Linked DNA regions of Gossypium arboreum: region 2 is linked to region 1. Evidence: chromatin contacts called from public Hi-C data. All regions are on one chromosome and are shown on one strand. Each heading gives the region's core, a stretch centred on a gene start, on an enhancer-like site or on the middle of the called end of the contact. The rest is flanking DNA. Distances are from core to core; before and after follow the strand shown. Region 1 holds the start of LOC108470515 (ARM REPEAT PROTEIN INTERACTING WITH ABF2). Region 2 holds the start of LOC108480959 (60S ribosomal protein L27a-3-like).

Region 1 (3,816 bases), core at 1,137-3,636:
GAAACAGTAACAAATTAACCAACTATGACTATAATTAATTACGTAATACAATATGTAAAACACAATATGAACACAAACACAAGATGTACAAAATCACATTAGCAACCATAATTTTTAATCTATATTCAATAAATACAATATTATACAAACAATCAGTCCTAATTTCTTCAAGAATTTGTATTGATATTCTCTAAAAATATATAAATCAATTAAAATATTAGTAATCTTATACAAAATGATTATCCCAAAATTATTCCATAAAAAAACTTAATCTTGCATAAAAATTCTAATTTATCACAAGTAAAGCCACAATTTTAATTTTTTTAGAGATGAATCAATAAGGCTTGAACAAAAAAAGCATTGTTATCAAATTAGAAAACCTACTTAAAAAGTATTGAAAGATTGAAAATTTATGAAAAAAATTATTAATATTGAAAGAAAATAAAAAGATTAAAGATTTGTGGACGTTAGTGAGTGTCAAGTATTGTTATTGGGTTAATAACTTAATTTATTACTTATATTATTTTTTATAAAGTATTTTTTAAAAATTATGAAATTAATTGACCTCACAATTACGAGTGGCTCCACCATTGTAGAGAAAAATAAACTTGGGTTTATATAGAAAGAATATTAGGAATGTAAAAGAAAGAAAGAAAAGGGCAGATTTCATGATTTAATATGAATTAAAATTTAAAATGATGGGTAAAATATATAAAAATTTAAATATGAATTGAACTTGTTCACTCCATTTTTAGATTAATAGATCAAATCAAGATTCAGTGTAATATTTCGGTGAAATGTATTTCATTAATTAATAGTACAGAAGATAAATTTCATTAAGTTTCAATTTTCTTAAATTATGCCCTTTTTTTTTGTGGGGGGTTTAAATAAAAATAAATAAGTTAACTAATGAGTATTGAGCTAGGTATATTGGGAAATTAAACATAATAAATATACTTTTATAGAGAAAATAATACTTTTACATGAGAAAAATTTTAAAATTTTATTTTAAAATACTATGAGAGTAAACTTGAGATTTTAAATGCCCAAAACCCAAGGACATTTTGGATACAAATCATTTTCATTTGCAAATTACTTAGCTTTAGCTATAAAAAAAAGGGACAAGAAGAATAATAACTTGAATTCAATCGACCATTATCTAGCCTAGCTTAAATAAGTGGACCCATATTGCAGTTAGTATTGGAAAGTTAATTTTAACTCAAAAAGCATAAATAATCCAACTTGAAATCAAACATGAGAATTGAGTTTTTTTTTTTTTCGCATAATCAACAAGCCTAATTAAGCAAAGTTAGTAGTTTAATCTTAGTCTCGAATTGAGCTTGAGATTTAAGTGAAACTCGATCAAGTTTGAACTAGCCAAACTTCAACCCTTGAATATCTAGTAGAACTTGAGCTTCTTATTGTTCGAGCTTGGGTTAGCTCAATGACACCCCAATCACTAATAACTAGAAAAAACTATAATACTAAATATATACTCATTTGTAAGATATTGTTCGTATTAATTCATTAAGCTTTATAATTTGTTTTACAAATTGAATAGGATGTGAACGCATAATTGATGAGAAATTGATAGATTTTAATAGAAGTTTGATGAAGGTTTTATATTAAGACTTAAATTACATTTTTCTTTTCTATTAAAAATAGATAAATTAGTCTATATACATTATATTAAAAAGTAAACTAATCCTTTTATTATAAATTCTATTCATTTTACTGTTAAAAATTGGTTCTTATACATTAGCATAAGATAAACGTGACATGTCACATGTCATTGTCAAGTTATTTCGTCAGTTATTTTAATTTTTAATAACACAAATAAATGATTTTTTTAACAAAAAGAATAAATTTATCTAATTTTTAAATAAAAAAAACTAAAATATAATCTAACTTTAACCACAAACAACTCCATACTACTTTATCCACCATGAATGCATGCGAGGAAATGTATACAGAGTAGTGATACGAAGCTGAAAGAAAATGACATGACAACGAACTCTATCCAAGACATTATAATTGCTAAGCCTTTGAATTGATATGTTCAAAAGGGAGTTCAGGAGTGAGCAATATTATTTTCATCAAAGATCAAATAATTGAGTAAGCATCAACATTTCTATTTTACTGTTAAAGGATCATAATGTAGTTTGAACCTCTGAATAATAATAATGATAGTTCTTGTCTGAGTATATTGGCGGTCGTAAAAATTATCACTCCATTTTTTCCCTTAAAAATGCTGTTGGAATTATTTTATTAATTGCAGAAGATTGCTCAATAGATTTCATCATCAAATAATTTGATGGGGTGTTGGGGTGCTTAGACAAGGAATGTCTGAGTCAATTGTTAGAAGACTACTTAATAAAATAGTAGATGCCATCTATCTTAAATGTATTGGGAAGAAAAGAAGTTAAACACAGAAAATAGAACACAAATTGCGTGGTCAACAATTCAGAAGTAAGTCTTCTTCGAAAATTTCATCACTCTGTTTATCTTTTCTATAACATCATCGGGTCAACCGCTAAGGGTTTTTTTCTTTCTTTCCAGTCTCATAATTCTTTTATATAATTACAGGATATGTTTTTGTCTATATGGGATAAAAAATCTTACAGTTGTATTAATTATCAGAATATGTGTTGAGTTGCAGTATGAATTAAGATGGTGCGAAAGTAATTGGAAAATTAAAGTAATATAAAATGAGGTAAATTAAAAATAGATGGAAAAGTATGCTTTGACCGGAAACCAGTAAAAGAAAATGAAAAGGAAAGAAGGAATAATTTTCAAGTGATGCTTCGGAGCAAGTGCTTTTCACCTTCCTATTACGAAATGTAAGAAGCTTAATCAATTGACTCCTCCTCATCTTCTTTTGGTGCATTTTAATTTGTTATTATTATCATTTACTACTATCGTTGTTTTTTCCATTCACGCGCTGCGTGGAAAGTGGGATACCAATAATGGTGTAAAAAAAAAACACAGCACAATTCCCTAGAAGAGCAGAGGACTTCCTAAAAGAAACGTCAGTAGCAGCTAGCTAAGCTGATTGATTTTCTACTTCTTGACTCGCCCTGGACTCACCTAACGTATTAACTTATTGAGTTGATGATGGGATCGGCGGAGGAGAAAAGAATCGAGGATGAGCTGTCGTATCCGATTATGCTAGCTGAGCGAGTTCGGGCGGCGGCGGACGAGGCGGAGTCGTTTAAAGTTGATTGTGGGGAGGTGGGGAAGCTAGTAGATCGGCTTTCCCAAATGCTTCGAACCCTGGTCCGCTCCACCACCTCGGTTCAATCCCTCTACGAACGCCCGATTCGCCGGGTAGTCTCCGAAGTCTCCAAGAATCTAGAGCGAGCCCTCACCTTAGTCCGAAAGTGCAAGAGGCAGAGCATCTTGCGTCGAGTCGTGAGGATCACGAGTGCCACCGATTTCCGCAAAGTGTTGAACCTTCTGGACGCTTCCATCGGCGACATGAAGTGGCTCATGGGAGTCCTCGACACCGAGAACAACGGGACTGCCAGCGGAATCTTCCTTTCCCTTCCCCCGATCGCCAGCAACGACCCGATTATTTCCTGGGTTTGGTCTTACATCGCCACCGTCCAAATGGGCCAATTAACCGATCGAATTGAAGCCGCTAATAACCTCGCTTCTCTCGCTCGAGACAACGACCGAAACAAAAAGATAACCGTCGAAGAAGGCGGCATCCCTCCTTTGTTAAAGCTTCTCAAAGAAAGCTCCTCAGCGGATGCCCAAATCGCAGCGGCTAATGCGCTTCTTGTTTTAGCAAACGAGCAGGAAAGAGTTAGGAGT
Region 2 (3,788 bases), core at 932-3,431, 810 kb before region 1:
TGGAGAATAAGGCACATACACACCCGCGCAGAGGAGTGAGAGAAAGGAGGGCGCCAAAAAACTTAACGGATTTTGTCGGCTACTGAATTGGTTATGAGACTTACTATTTAATATTTCGGTTGTAAGCAAAAACGGCATGAAAAATCAAAAACTGATTTTATTTTCCTGAATCTATTTTCTCCTTTCTTCCAATTTTCATTGTTTATGCTACTGAGTTCTTAACAAAAGGTGTGTTTCCCGAGAACCAACCGGTCGTGGTTAAGGCTAAGTTGGTGTCCAAGACTGCTGAGTAGAAGATTAAGGAGGCTAGTGGTGCGGTTGTGCTCACCGCTTAGGTTAGATCTTTTGATTTTAGATCTGAATGGCATCTCTGTTATATTATTATCTTAGACTTATTTTGAAATTAAATTTTGCATTAACATTCGTAATTTTGTCTCAACTATAGATATTATATGTGATAAGTTTTGAGATATGTAGTTCATCTAGTTGTGTTTTGTTGCATACCATAGATTTAGGTAGACATGGACTTACGTTGAATACTTATAGCCCCGAGTGCAATGGCTTGTTGTATGTGATGTATGCCATTAAGGTTTTCCTGCATAGTTTGAAGCGATTCAAAACTTTGGCATGGAAATTTATGATGATGAATCTTATGGGGGGACTAGCGATAGCTTTCTTTTGTGTTGGTGAATTTTGGAATAAATTTTACTCGATGCAGTCTGCTGGTACTCACAAGTTACTTGAGTTCAACTCGAAAAAACTTCAAACTTGCTTCGGTAATTATCGAGTTGAGCTCTCCTTGAGCCGACTTTGAGCGTAGTAATACTTGACTCAAACTCGCAAGCCTTATTGAGCTTTTTATAATTTTATATTATTAAATTACGTTATTATCCTTAATATGTATTATTAACCCTAAACTTAATTATTGAGTTGAGCTTGAGCTCGAGTTCAGAAATTAGTAAACGAGCTTAATCAAGCTCGATTATATCTTGAGCCGAGCTTAAGCTTGGCAGTATTTAGGCTTGGCTCGGTTCGATTATGCCCGTAGTTGAGCCATTAATCCCCAATTTCCATGCTGAAACCCATCTTATTAATAGGTGTTGCAGACCAAAATGCAAGTACGAAAAGCATATGTCTTAGCTGCCCTGCTTCATTGACATTAGCAACTTACTAATCTGGGAATGGTGTGTTATGTGTGGTGCCATTGCTTAATGTGGTCGTACGTGTTCAAGAAGTTATGGTAAAGTTCATGGATGTAGAAGGGAAAGAAATAGACATTTATTATGGAACCATAAATTGGTAATTCACTTGGTGACCATCTTATTTTGTAATTGGTATTTTGAGATCTAAACTATCTAGGTTAAAATTATTTTGAAGACGATACTTTGATCGAGTTTTCTTTATTTTCTAGTACTATTACCGTCTACCCGTAAGCATGAGAAATGCATTAAGTGAGTGAGGCATAAGGTTAATTTCTTGCTTGGTACCACAGTGATTTAAGTGTTGATTTGAGGCGAAGCTGAAACAATACATACAGCAGTGAGTGAAGAATAAGATGACTATAAAACAATAACCAAAATTTCCCACTGCAACCACAGTTGTAACTTTGAAATAAAACTGTTGCCAAGAAGGGAAGCAAGGCTGTAGCTTTGAGGTTCAGCAAAGAGAGGGCTTTCATTTTCCTGCTCTTAAATGTACCCCGGAAGTGAGCGTGTTGAAATCCACATGGCTAACGCAACGACGTGTTCGGTTGATTGTCATGGTTCAACTAGCTAAGCTTTTCCGGTATCGCGAGGCAATTTGTAGGCTGCAACGCTACCTTAAAAACTGTGGTTGTTTGTTACAACCCTTTCAACAAAAGCAAATGAAACATGATTTACTGGACTTATCACTAATATTATATTAGTTTACTTAAATTAGTAGTGAACACATTAGCCGAGCAAATGTGAAACTAACCTTAAGGCCCAACCCCAATCAAAATATATCCTATGCTAAATTTATCTATATATTTTCCCAAATATGAAAATAACCTCCTATCAGCAAATTTATAAAAAAAAAAAAAATCACAATTCTAGGATCCAAATGAACCTTTAAGCCCAACGTGATAAGGGCCAACCCCTGTTTAGATCCATCAAATCACAAAGCCCTAAAAGGCAAAACCCCATTGTCCACCACACAATAAAAACTGACAAAACCCTATTTTCATTTTTCTCGTCTATAAGCCGCGCTTCAGAAGTCCCGTTCAATCCAAGTATCTAACAATGACAACCCGTTTCAAGAAGAATCGTAAGAAGCGCGGCCACGTGAGCGCCGGTCATGGCCGTATCGGCAAGCACCGCAAGCACCCTGGGGGTCGAGGAAACGCCGGAGGTATGCACCACCACCGGATCCTCTTCGACAAGTATCACCCTGGGTATTTCGGGAAAGTGGGTATGAGGTACTTCCACAAACTCTGCAACAAGTTTTACTGCCCCATCGTCAACGTCGACAAGCTTTGGTCTCTCGTTCCACAAGACGTGAAGGCAAAGGCCAACAAGGATTCGGCGCCGATGATCGACGTGACCCAGTTCGGGTACTTTAAGGTCTTGGGAAAAGGTGTGCTGCCCCAGAATCAACCGATGGTGGTTAAGGCTAAGTTAGTATCTAAGACTGCTGAGAAGAAGATTAAGGAGGCTGGTGGGGCGGTTGTTCTCACTGCCTAGGTTAGGGTTTTTGCTTTTGGATCTCTTATATTATCATCTAGGACTTAATTTTTTAAATGAGATTTTACCATAACATTCTTAATTTTGCTTCAACAATATATGGTATGGTGTTTATTTACTTGTGTTTTGCTTTGTTGCATTTGCTTGATTTAAGTTAAGATGCGGAAATTCTTGATACTTTACTGAGATTATTATTAGCTTTTCGTGCTATCTCTATCGTCAGACCATTGCACATTCTGTATCAATCCATTCATTCCCAAATTGGCTTAACCTTCCAATGCACTGCCATTCTTTTGTTGTCAACAATGTTTTTCATAATTTCGTCTCTAGATTTTGTGATACATGAGGTAAGTCCTCCTTCGATAGAGTAGTGTTGGAAAATCTCCATCAAGAGTGGTCCCTTTGCTAATCAATGCTGGAAAAAAGATATTGAAATTAAGATTATTATCAAGTGCTTATGTCTGGACTGGAGTAAGCCTTTGGCTCAGTGATTTAAATTCGCAATTATTGTAATTCACGTTCATCATTTTGGTCATTGTCCTTTACAGATGACAATTCGCGATTGCATACCAATTTAAACTTTAAAGGACTAATTATTAATCAAAATTGAACATTTTATTATTTTTTGGGCTTGCGTTCCGACCCAACAACGTCCTAAGTTGTCCCCTCCAGGTCGACTCAGCCGCTGCTTCCCCACTCTGCTCAACCGTTTGCATCATAAAGAAACGAAGTAGAATGATGGTTGCTCAACAAATAAGTATAAACATCTATTCTTCTTTTGTCTCTGAAAATTTTGAAAGGCAGACTATCGATGCAACAGCAAATTTTTGAACCCTCCACTAAAATAAAACAAAAGTGTTGATTAAGCAGAGAAAAAGCACATATACACATGAGAACTTTTGTACCAAATGTGGCTTCGTTTGAATCTGATCGTTAAATTCACAGGTGGTTTATGCCTGTAAACATCGGCCTCACCTTTCTGGTTGGAATAATTCTTGGGTGGATCGTGGTTAAGATACTGAAACCAAAACCCTATCTGGAGGGTCTTATCATTGCTACATGTTCATCTGGTAAGGTTGACGCACA

The links. Hi-C and Micro-C count contacts between places; a contact is called where the count stands out from the background.
Region 2: a Hi-C map of leaf shows a contact between it and region 1, with 5 times the contacts expected there. The contact joins the promoter of LOC108480959 here to the promoter of LOC108470515 in region 1. A contact is called at or near these places in 2 of 5 Hi-C or Micro-C datasets (both in leaf).

Annotation. Positions count from the first base shown.
Region 1 is chr3:16,325,376-16,329,191 of ASM2569848v2, reverse strand. LOC108470515 (ARM REPEAT PROTEIN INTERACTING WITH ABF2) reads left to right here and starts at 2,386. Exons shown (of 1, transcript XM_017771860.2): 1 at 2,386-3,816. The coding sequence starts at 3,112.
Region 2 is chr3:17,134,115-17,137,902 of ASM2569848v2, reverse strand. LOC108480959 (60S ribosomal protein L27a-3-like) reads left to right here and starts at 2,181. Exons shown (of 1, transcript XM_017784121.2): 1 at 2,181-2,820. The coding sequence starts at 2,262. The coding sequence ends at 2,702. LOC108488146 (a long non-coding RNA gene) reads left to right here and starts at 3,130. Exons shown (of 2, transcript XR_001871724.2): 1 at 3,130-3,772. It also overlaps the pseudogene LOC108470938.